Regions from separate parts of the Bicyclus anynana genome. Here region 2 is linked to region 1. A link is a contact called in public Hi-C data. All regions are on one chromosome and are shown on one strand. The core of a region is the stretch at or near the end of the contact, and the rest is flanking DNA. Distances in the headings are between cores, read along the strand shown. Region 1 holds the start of LOC112053071 (calcium uptake protein 3, mitochondrial). Region 2 overlaps LOC112053069 (protein phosphatase methylesterase 1).

Region 1 (6,134 bases), core at 3,197-5,696:
ATTTATATATGATATGAAGAATTGTCAATTGTCTAAATCCACAGCAGTATGTATATTTTTGGATATAGAGGGGGCTTATGATAATGTGGACTTAAACCAGCTCATCAATTGTCTTCATGAAATCGGTATCCCTGGAAAAATGTTAAAATGGCTTTCAAATTTTTTTAATAATAGACACTTTTATGTTAAGTACAATAATATACTCCATGGGATAAACCAAACTAGTAAAGGTCTTATGCAAGGTTCAGCATTGTCACCAATTTTGTATAATTTATACACCTCACAAATTGAAAATTTTTTATTAGGAGATGTTAAAATTTTACAATTTGCGGATGACTTGTTAATGTATAGTGTAAATAGAAATATAGAAATAGCTAAAAATACTATTAATTCTGCACTGTTCCAGTTGCAGTCTTATTATAAAAATTTGTTAAAATTAAATATCAATACTTCCAAAAGTTCATGTATGATTTTTGGCAGCCCAGTGGGGAATAACATCAAATATAATGGTACAGATATTCCATTTGTAAATCAAAAGAAATTTTTGGGTGTAATTATCGATAATAAATTAAAATTTGACAGACATATTAATTATATTAGCAAAAATGCGTTAAAAGGCATTAATTTATTGAGATGTTTGACTGGAACGTTTTGGGGCTCTGATCCTAAAGTCCTATCTCTATTATATAAAAGCATGGTCAGAAGTCACTTTGATTATAGTTTCCTTGCATATATGCAAGCCAATTCCACATTATTAAAAAAACTTGATGTTATTCAAAACATTGGCTTGCGCATAATAAGTGGGGCTATGCGCTCTACACCTGTTAATTCAATGGAAGTAGAGACTTGTATTTCTCCTTTAATTGTAAGACGCATATATTTAGCTGAAAGATTTTGTTTGAAAGCTCTATCGTCGAGCTCTTCAATAGTGAACAAACTTTTGCTTCCAAATAGTCTACTAACGGTAACTAAATCTACAACTGAATCTTTACAAGCGACTGCAAATTCACTTTTGGCAGGTAAACAACCTACCATATCTATTATTATGACATATATGCATAATATTGCCACTAACATAAATGTTAGTAACGCCTGGCCCATGTACTCTTGCTCCTTTGAGAGCTTGATTATGAAAAATAAAATTCATTTGTTGAATATTACGTCAAACATAGACTTCCGGATGTTTATTGATAAAAATTGTAAATATTATTATAAGTTATATACAGATGGATCTAAAAATCAGCACTTTGTAAGTGCTGCTTTCTATGATCCACAAAAAAAATTTAGTAAAGCGTTTAAGTTAAATTCTCGATGTAGTATTTTTACTGCGGAATCTTTTGCAATTTTAAAAGCAATTTCTTATATAAAAGAGGAAATTTTACATAGTGTAAATAATTGTATTATAGTAACAGATTCCAAAAGTGTTCTTTTAGCTATTAACAATTTCAATTTTAGTTATAAGTCTTCATACATTATTTTTCAAATTAAAAATGTATTACTAGACATAAGAAAAACTGGAATGAACGTAGAATTTGTCTGGGTACCCTCCCACAGAGGTATAGCGGGCAATGAACTGGTTGATTCTGTAGCAAGACAAGGATTGTTTAATGAAGATTGTTCAGACAATATCAAAACTCCATTTACAGACTTTTATCATGAAGTGAAGAAGAGACAGAAGTTGCTTTGGCATGAACTTTGGAAAGAAACTAGTAAAAGTAAAGGATCTTGGTACGCAGACATACAAAATGAAATACCGGTGCAGCCATGGTATAACAAAATGAGTTGGGATTCAAGAAAATTCATATCAATAATAAACCGACTAAGGTTTGGTCACTGTTTAGTGCCAAGCCATTTATTCAAATTAAAAATTTATAAAGATAACAAATGCATGTACTGTAAAAAAGACGACGCAGATATCAATCACATAATTTTCAAGTGTTCAGCTTTTGGTATACAAAGAATAATATTAGCAAGTTCGATAGAGTTAGTAAAGGAAGAAAACGAAATTAAGTGTGATCCCCGCCACATTAAGGAATTGTTGAGGAACCATTTATTTTATAAGCCTGTTTTAGATTTCATTAGTAACACAATAGAAAAATTGTAAAATACAGTAGTAAATTTATATTTAGATGACGACGACGATAATTTTAAGTGCTTTGTATTATTTTTAAGAAAAATTGTAATATTTAAAGCAGGGCCTATAAGGACTTGTATCCAAGGCCGTTAAATAAATTAAAAAAAAAAAAAAAAAAAAATGCGAGCGTGAAACACGTCAAACGCCATTATCGAGTGAAGGTCGCTACTCGCTGTAGCGCTCGAGATCCGCTCGATGCTTCATTCGCCGATCGCCATCTTGTTGTCTTCATCACGATAACAAGAATCGATGCGTTTTTTACTCGGTTACGATTCTAATAATCATCATTTAATTCGGCGGCAAAGTGATCTGTGACCGGGAATCGATATGAAGAAAACGTCTTCTCTGGTTTGGCGGGTTTTCGATCGATTAGAGGAGAATAAACGTTGCGTTGCAGTGTTGTGCAAATTATGCGATTCGCAATACAAATATTTCGGTAATACGACGAATTTACGAACGCATTTGGTGAATAAACATCCGATTCAGTGGGAGTTGCTCCAGAATGGAACCTTGGACGACTCTAATATCCGCGTGTACGACGTCGATGAGAGCACAAGCCAAAGCCAAAGTCATAGTACGCCCAGGCGGAAGAGATTCATAAAATCCTACAAAGACAATAACGTACGTTACTCCGTATCTGTTGATCTTAATAAAAAAGGAAATGACCGAAACCCCTCCAACTCAATGCCAGTTATAGAAATACAACGGGTATTTATATTCTTAAATAGGTTATACTGTGATAATGATGTATTCAATATTGATAACACTAACTATCTTTCTGATTCAAATTCAATTCTTATCCCGAGTGACCCGAGTCCTGATTCGAATCGAATTCGATGCCGAAAATCGGCATATCGACTTGTTATTCGTTCTAAACGATTAATCAATCAAATCGATTGGAACGATTGTTTGGATAAATCGTTTTGGCAAAGTGATTCGCGTCTCATTTCGATCTCGATTTTGACATATCAGTTATGTAATACATACTGTAACAATATCGATTACCGATTTAGGAATTAGGTTTAGGATTGTCGTAACTCGTTACTCGACACAAATTACAATGATAGAAAAATTAAATAATATCTGAAGTAATAATCAAAACAGGAATCAAAATTAAAAATTACAAAATTATTATAGCTTCCTTTTCATGCCTGGGTTTTACTAAATTATTTGTTACACTTATCTTAATAAAAATAACTTAATTTCAGGTTGATGTGTTAGAAAATTCAGAAACAGAGAATGAAACCCAGTTGGAAAGCAACGAGGAACCTTTGACCATAGTGCGGCAGATGCATGCAGGTCAAGCTTCCGATGAAGAGTGGCTCAACGAGGAAGTCTATGAAGAATACCAACCCAAGCGAAAGAAGACCAAGTACAGGACAATCAAAAGAGAAGTTTTATCACCACCTCCCAGTAATTCCAAATATAGACTGTTGGATCCACACGGTTATACCAAACAGAGTCATGGGTATTCCAAACCTGCACCAGAGCGAGTGCTGGTTGATAGCAGTCACAGGAAAGACGAATATTCAGTGTTTGGAGAATATGTGGGTAACAGACTGCGTAAATTCAAAAACTCTCAAGTGCGAGGCAATTTACAGCAGTTGATTACCACTATACTCTGGCAAGCCGAGTATGGACTGTATGATAATATTGAAACAGTGAAGAGGGTAATATTACATTCTGTGCAAGAGATGGTAGTGGAACAAACCACAGAGCAAATTGTTGTGCAAGAGGAAGACATACAACAAAAAGAAACTATTATTAACTCTGAGGAAAACTAACTAAACCAAAGAATCTATTTCTTAATTATGTATTCAATTATGTAAAGACATTTGTTTAAAATTAATAAATCACCAAATAAATACTTGTTTGTAATAAATTATTTTACAGTTCTATCAATATTTGTTACTTAATTCAAAGATTCTGCAATTTTATCATGTACCTACATTGTATATACTATAATTTAATCATTTAATCATAGATTATAAATTGCAAGCATTGGCTTTAAAACATTTTTTTAAATGATATTTTATTCTAAGTCAATGTGCTGAAAACCTCATCAAAATATGTTCAGTTTCAGTTTTTTCTATGGTTGAATACATGCATAAATACGTAGCAAATTACCAATTAAGTACTTTGAAATAATCAATCTGATGAAAATAATATATTCCTGTTATTTGATGACATAAGTAAATTACATTAAAATGATCTAAAATAGAAAAAAATCAAAAACTCATACCTATAAAAAATTAGTAATACAAGCGCAAATACGCATTGCGCATGCGCCTGCAAAAGTGGCAAACTATTCTCCTCTCGCTCACTCCTCCAAACGTCAATAGGCAGTCTACCAACATGGCGACGTTATGCCGTACGTCGGGAAAATTATTGGGAAAAGTGCAGTTTTTGCCGGTATGCTCGCGTAATTTCAGTTCAGTAAAGTGCAATAGATATTACAAAAATGTGTGGAAGACATGTGCGTGTGTTTTGGGCGGAGGGATGGTCTTGTACGCCGCTAGTTACAAACGCGGAGGCACAGTATACGCTCTCAAAGCTAAGGTAAGAAATATATTTAGAAACGTCAAAAAGCTATTTTTAACCTCTTTGCAGTTTGGTATCGCTCCGTAATGTGTTATAATAAATTGTAGCAGGTTACAAAAATGCACTAATGACTCGTCTCTAATCGATTGGTAAGGTTATTTCCTTGTTTTCATTTGTCATGTTGGTAATGACAGTTGCCTGTTGCAGTTGTGAATGTAAACAAATGATAAGTGATAACAACTCTGTTGTGATATTGCTATGTAAGTTAACACCATTGGTTCGGCGATAAACTTGGGAGGGTTCAATTCTAGATGAGGGCTAATTTAGGAAATTTTAACAATGACAGCTTATAAAATAAAGATAGATCTCCTTAGATTTAGTTAGACGTATCTGAGTTGCACACTTAAACTGTGGTCCTTTGGAATGTTAGTCTCCCACAGCACAGTAAGCTGATATTTACTCACTTTTATACTGTGGTCCTTTCTGAATGTTAGTCTTCCATTGCAAAGCTCTACTGTACTATAAGCTCTATGAGTACTATATGTTTAGGTTGTTAAAAAAAAAGAAAACACTCTGATCTAGATCACAGAAATAGTGATATACATTATTTTTTAACTGAACCGTATTAATCAATAATCAGTAGTAATACACAATGCATAATAATTACTTACCACAGAGAGTGGGCCACACTCAACACTCATCATGAGTTCACTCATTGTATTATGTTGTTACTAACTTGCTGCTCAATTGTGTTATTGCATTACCTTATTGCCTCAGTGGGCCAGTACGCTGTAACTTCGGATCAAAACATACTCGGTTCAAGTTCTGGGTCAGACAATGAGCTGTTCTTTCTTTCAAAAAGTTCTCAGTAGCAGCCCAAAATTGAAAACTTGATGGTGGCACCTTCAAGAGAAGAGTGTTACGAGTGGTGCCGCCAGTAAATATTATATCTGATGGGATTCTTAAAGAGATTACATTATCACCCTAATTTTGATATTCAATCTACCTCTTACCATCTTGTGGCCATTGATGTTCAATGTACATTGATATATAATGTTGACCCTGTTGATTACAGAAAATTTGTTTTTTATATACTGTTTGGTAAACAACATGAATGAGGAGATCTCGCACCTGAAAGCTCAGTGTTGGTTGACCCCATACTAGGTGGGCCGAGAACATCAAACAGGTTGCAGGGAGCCCCTGGATGCTGGCGGCTCAAGACTGTTGTGCTGGGAAGTTCATGCAAGAGGCCTATGTCCAGCAATGGACGTTTATCATCTCTTTTGTGGAACATTTGGGGCTCATCCAGGTCAATTTCCTCTATGGCGACTTCCTGAAGAAGGAGTTTGTTATAAACAGGCCCTCCTTCTCCAGGAAGTCCTCCAACATTTAGCCCACTCTCAACTCTAGAAGCTCCTCACGCTCAGCTTTGCGGTGAAGTCCCCCACATCAGTATTGC
Region 2 (6,067 bases), core at 2,261-4,760, 81 kb after region 1:
TGCCTCACTCCGCTTCGGTGGACTGGCAGCCTAATACAGTAAAATTAAGCATAAAATTAGACAACTAAATAACATATGAGGGTATATATTCTTCATGCCGGTTTTCATACTATTATGTGTGTTGCCCAAATTTAATGTATTGAATAAGGCGTGTGATTTTTATTACTAGTCGTTACCAGTGAAATATTTATTAATTCAAATGTAGTTTACAGTTTTGTATGGAATTCTGCTTTTTGTTGAAAATAAAGCTTGTTAATAACGATTGTTTTTTTTATCTCACTATACACCTGCAATTAAACTATAAATATCTATCTGTTCGACTGTGTCCGTCGTAGTGGGACTTATAAACTAAAACTTCTTTACAAACGCTCGATTTGGGGTCATTGAAAAAGAGAGCTAAAAGAAGTTTTACTTCAGTCACGTGGTCTAAAGTACATTCGTTTTTGTTTAAATTTCGTGTCAGTTGAGCTCCACAAATAGCTACCCAAACATGTCGACCAGCTGTCGCATTATTAAAGGCTAGTCTCAAATAAAATATCTGTGATTATTTTTAATTCTCTACATATTATGTAGTCTGCCAATCCGCATTGGGCCAGCGTGGTGAACTAAGGCCTCAACCCCTCTCATTCTGAAAGGAGACTCGTGCTCTACAGTGAGTCGAATATGAGTGGTTAATTATGATGATCAAATAAAATATTGGTTTTATTGACAATTATTTATTTTTATAAACATAAATTAAAATTACACTTTGAGAACAACTTTAATACTTTGCGTGGCACACCACCACACACACACACATCTCACTGTACACACACATATACAACATTACTGTAAACAAAAGCCGTAGGTTCGATGTCTGCTCTAAATGGAAAATACTCAAAACTCAAGAATAGCTGTATTTTTGACGTTTATTGGTGAGAAACGTCAAATATAATTTGAAACAATTTAGAAAAAGTTACTCCAGTTTTCAGACAGAGGAAAGGCCTTATTCGATATATTCTGCAAATTCAACTAAAATAGCATTTGATAAACATTATTAGTGACAACTTAACTTATCTTAAGTACAATAATCAATATATTAAAAAAAAATAAAGTGTTTGATTTCACTATACTTAATACTTATACACAAAACAACTCTGTCAACCAGTCTGTCTGTTTGGGCTAATTTTTAGAACGGTTGAACCAATTTAAACGGGGCTCTCACTGGAAGATATTGAGCATCATATAGCCTACTTTTTCTCAATTAGCATTTAATTATAATAAATATAATTTTTATTTCTATATAATAGTCTTTCAAAAAAAAAAACAACTTTTTCACACAAAAAATAATTTTAACTACGCCATCTTTTTATTTACTAGTCACCAGCATATGAACAGCGTTGTGTTAGGGAACCTGCTGCCTGCCTATTTACTATTTTAGTCTTTATTAACAACCTAATAAAACTAACATCAAATGTCTTCTAGCTACTGTAAGTACCAGTAAGCACCGGATGACATTTACATAGAATCTCAATATCGTATACGTCAAAGATACTGAATAAGCTTTAACAATCTAACTTGTTTGTCTAAATTGACCTTTTCATCATGAAACGAATGCTAATCTATTGTCGCAGACGATCAAATCGTTTAACAAACATGTTTGAATTGTCCAAAGTTTGACCGGCAACGGGCTCCTCAGCATACTGGTACCTTCAACCTCTACTAGATGGCGCTACTATAGTTAACACTATATCTTACAAGAAAATAAATGTTGTAATGATTTAGGAAAAACACTATAAAAAAATTAGCGGCGTTCCAGTTATAAAATGCTCGATAGTCCATGTGACTGCGTGCGTCGCGTCGGCGCGGAATCAGCAGAGGGTCGTGTCGACACGCCGTCGCGGAGCCAGAGGATCGTCAGCGGAGGGAGGCGTCGACAGAGTGTCGGCGCGCTGTCGACGTCGGCAGTCAGCAGCCCGGCGCCGACACCAGCTGCAGCTGCTCGCCGCGCGGCGTGGGCGCCGTCAGCCGGTGCCGCAGGGCGAAGGCCGCCAGCACGCGCGCCACCTGCACACGTCGCCGACATCAGCCCACCGCAGCACTGCCCTGCTCTCACGCCTTGACCGCACGTACCGAGTCAACGGGCGAGAGAGTAAAACGTTCCTCGGCCGAGACAGTGATGTAAGCGAGGTTGTTCACACGTGTTTTGAAATTAGCAGTCAGTTCAGTTATATTGAGACTACTAGCTGACGTCGCGCGGTTTCACCCGCGTGGTCCCCGTTCCCGTGGGAATATGGGGATAATATATAGCCTATAGCCTTCCTCGATAAATGGGCTATCTAACACTAAAAGAATTTTTGAAATCGGACCTGTAGTTCCTGAGATTATCGCGTTCAATCAAACAAACAAACAAACAAACAAACTCTTCAGCTTTATAATATTAGTATAGATAATTCGGATAAGATGGACCGTAAAACGATTATTAGAAAAAAAACAACGTCGGATTTGGAGACGACGTGGATGTTCATCCTTAGAATGTTTCAAAGGATCGATGTAAACATTTTGAGACTCTGTTAAAAAATATTACTCCATTGACACTGACTACTAACATACATGGTGTATTTTATTTTATTTGGAAATGTTTTAAACGAAAATTATCATAAGAAAAGGCGGCGACGTAACGATAATCATGTGGCCGTCGGCCGAGTGGCGAGACAATGCACGTTCAGACCTGGTGAGTGAGCGAGCGAGACAGTGCGGGGAAGGGAGGGTGGACACTCGGCCTAGTAGATAGAACGGGGGCCGAGCTACTGTCTCGGCGCTTCGTACGGCCGAGTGCTCGGCCGAGCACTCGTCGATATGTTTATACGTACCGAGTACTCGGCCGAGGACACTGCCTCGCCCGTTTGCTCGGTACGTGTGATCAAGGCATCACTTACAAAAGAGTGGGATTTGAAGTTTAGACCCTCCACACTGTATCAGGATTAGCAGGGATTGATAATGATAGACCCTGTCGCAATCATTGCTCGATCATTCAGTTAGAGCTTGTGATAGAAACCCCCAGAGCAAACCGACCTCGGCCGGCGAGTCCTCGTGCACGGCGTGTCCGCAGCGCGTCAGCACCTGCATCTGGAACTTGCCTGCAACACACACAAACACGTAAAAAAACGCTTTAGGTACTTGTACGAATCGTAAATCTATACTTTTTATAGACTCGCTATGACATCTATCGGACTTATTGCGCAAACATTTGTTACGTTCCTGTACATATAGATGGCGCTTATTGAACACTAATGTATTTTATATTGCATTTTTTTTTAATGCGAAGCTTAATTAAAAATTTACAAGTTTAGTTTGCTGATTGTTAGTGCTCTTGGTACACAAGAGTAGTACCAGGCGGGGGGTGCGGGTTCACTAGTGAGCACCTTGCATCTGCCCCACGGTGAGCGCGCGGTCCAGCCCCTCCACCGACGCCAGCAGCAGCAGGCGCGGCGCGCGCGTGGACAGGAAGGCGGCCGACAGCCCCAGGAACCAGCCCGACCAGTGCCGCTCCGAGCGCGCCAGCTCCACGCGCCAGCGGTACCTGCACGGTACCTCGCGGTTACACATAATGAACACGTTGGCGCGAGTCAGCGTGCGAGCAGCGCCATCTGCCTACCTCATGCCGCCCGGCGCCGGCGCGGGCTTGACGAAGTGCGCGGCGTCCCCCTCCGCGCCCTGCACCGCCGCGCCGTCCCCCTCGTCGCCCTCCTCCGCGATGACGTCAGCGCGCACGCCGCGCGTGTTGGGCAGCAGCGGGGAGGGGGGCGCGCTCTGGTATTGCTCGATTTCGTTTGTAGCCAGTTCACCCGTCTCGCAACTGGAATAGTTAATTAATATTTAATATTCCTCAATAAAATGGTCTAATTTTTTGACATGATGATTCACTTCAGTTTTGAATAAAGGTTATGATAGCAAAATAAATAAATCATTATATAAAGGTTTCCATTGCTTTCTGGCATTAGTTTCTGATTCCAATAGAATTGTATATTTAAAGGATGTGCGCTGAGCTGAGAGATCTTTATACCAAATGGAACAGGCAATACAAAGTACATATAATACGATAGACTCACTTGACGATCTGACTGGGCATGGAGACGCGCGCCGACTCTACGTTCCGCACCTGTCCGCTGCGCACGCTGCCGCCGCGTGCACACAAACACTCGTCAGTTCAATGTTCGCTACTAGATGGCGTAGTGCTAGTAGTACTACGCCATCTAGTGGCTTACTATAAAATTATCTAATAATTAATATTAAATTATGTAAGAAATTTTATTACAAATAATTCCTAAGCGCGAGGACAAATTATATCACTATATAAAGTGCGAATTTATGGTCCTTCGAGCCGGATATACATTTAACCATAACACATTGCTTTCAGCTCAATTAGATACTGCAGTTATATAAAGGTACGCTTAAATGATACGGATTTCATTTAGTTATTTTGTTTTTCCTTTTAAGTTACAATTAAATATTTTTTTGTTTGTCTAAAAATCATAAGCAATACAAATAACAACACATACCACCACTCTATGGCGTGCTCGATGCTGTTGAAGTGTGTGGGGCGGCTGCGCAGGAAGCTCTGCATGCTGGCCAGCGCCTCCATAGCGGTCCCTGGCATTTTCATTTATTGTTAGTTGACATCAACATTAATGACAAAAGTATTAAAAATAAGAGAAACAGACAACAGAATAGCTAGGCTTTGTGTAGTAGTTACCATGCAGACAAAGTTCAAGTGAAGGTGTGTGTTGAAGCATGTCATCAATTCCTCTACACCCAGAACACAAGAAACAGGTTCTGCTATAATATTTCACTCTTCCACACAATGGACCAGGCAAGTGCAAGGCGAGATGAATATTTACATAGAATGCTAAGAAAGAAAGAAGAAAGAAAATAAGTTTATTCATTTTTAGTTTAGTTACTAAGCATTTTGTCTCCCCTTGAGATAACAATTTCCATTAGTCTTTTGACTTATGTACCCACCCATTGGCATTTTTGATTCACGACTCAATGAGCTATATCGGTAATATTTTAAGGAACTCTTCATTTATTATTTGATTTCTAATGAAGATTTCTTAAGAATAATAGATTTAGCCGGTCCACAGTACCTTCCACGACGTCAATGACAGCGACGCCCTGCACCGCGGGCTCCAGCGAGGGCAGGTGCGCCGCCCGCACCGCCACCGCGCCGCCCATGGAGTGCCCCAGCAAGACGAGCGGCGGCAGCTCGGGGAACAGCTTGTGCAGCACCGCGCCCACGTCGCTACAACACAAGAGAGTTGGAGCTTAGGCCCACAACACTGCCCCAATGCAGGATTGGAAGAAAGAAAAGATAGATGAGTCAATGTCAAAATTCATTTATTTCAATTAGGCATATTACTAGCTCTTTTGAAAGTCAGGTAATGTTATTAGATAATGTTGATAATTAGTCGAAAACCTAAAATTAAAGTTACGAGGGTTCCGCACCTGCCTTGGTCCTAGTCCAAATTCTGCCAGGTTTTTATTTGTTTTCTACTCATAAGATATAACAAAACTTTTCAAAACAAAACCTGTCTTCACAGAGCTATACTATTGTACCAATAATAATAATAATTATAATATAATAATAATAATAAAAGCCTTTATTTACTGAACTTTATAAACATAATATTATTGTAACATATCATTGACACTGATTCTTTTCTTCAGCTTGCCCTCAGGCATAGGCCTCCTCCAGACACTTCCATAGTTCCCTATCTCTTGCTTTCCTTCTCCATGTGTCTCCTGCTGTCTGTCTGAGGTCATCCTCCCATCTTTGGCAGGGGCGACCTCTTTTCCTTTTTCCTATCCTAGGATACCACTCTGTCACATCCCTGGTCCACTTATCCCTTTTATCCCGCATGAAGTGTCCTGTCCACTTCCACTTAAGCTTCTTAATTGTTACTGCCATTGTACCAATACCTGGGCAAAATTATCATACCGTTTTGGTAAGTGATTATGCTAAAATGGAAGTGGGCTAACTTGTTAGGAGGTTGGTAATCTACAGTCCTTTCTGTTTGTACATGACATC

The links. Hi-C and Micro-C count contacts between places; a contact is called where the count stands out from the background.
Region 2: a Hi-C map of whole body shows a contact between it and region 1, with 3 times the contacts expected there. The contact joins the enhancer-like site here to the promoter of LOC112053071 in region 1. A contact is called at or near these places in 2 of 2 Hi-C or Micro-C datasets (whole body and whole larva).

What each region holds. Positions count from the first base shown.
Region 1 is chr22:13,370,312-13,376,445 of ilBicAnyn1.1, forward strand. It overlaps LOC112053071 (calcium uptake protein 3, mitochondrial), which reads left to right and starts at 4,447. Exons shown (of 13, transcript XM_052888466.1): 1 at 4,447-4,693. It overlaps LOC112053062, which reads left to right and starts at 2,275. Exons shown (of 2, transcript XM_024092334.2): 1 at 2,275-2,842; 2 at 3,343-4,001. The coding sequence starts at 2,462. The coding sequence ends at 3,918.
Region 2 is chr22:13,451,796-13,457,862 of ilBicAnyn1.1, forward strand. It overlaps LOC112053069 (protein phosphatase methylesterase 1), which reads right to left. Exons shown (of 10, transcript XM_024092346.2): 4 at 5,127-5,281; 5 at 4,542-4,632; 6 at 4,092-4,157; 7 at 3,638-3,838; 8 at 3,405-3,562; 9 at 3,055-3,119; 10 at 701-2,046. The coding sequence ends at 1,948. It overlaps LOC112053071 (calcium uptake protein 3, mitochondrial), which reads left to right. Exons shown (of 13, transcript XM_052888466.1): 13 at 1-262. Among protein-coding and RNA genes, the nearest start is that of LOC112053069, 4.8 kb to the right of the region's middle. Within about 2 kb of position 3,511, at least 7 of the 8 cell types and tissues checked have open chromatin away from gene starts, as enhancers often do.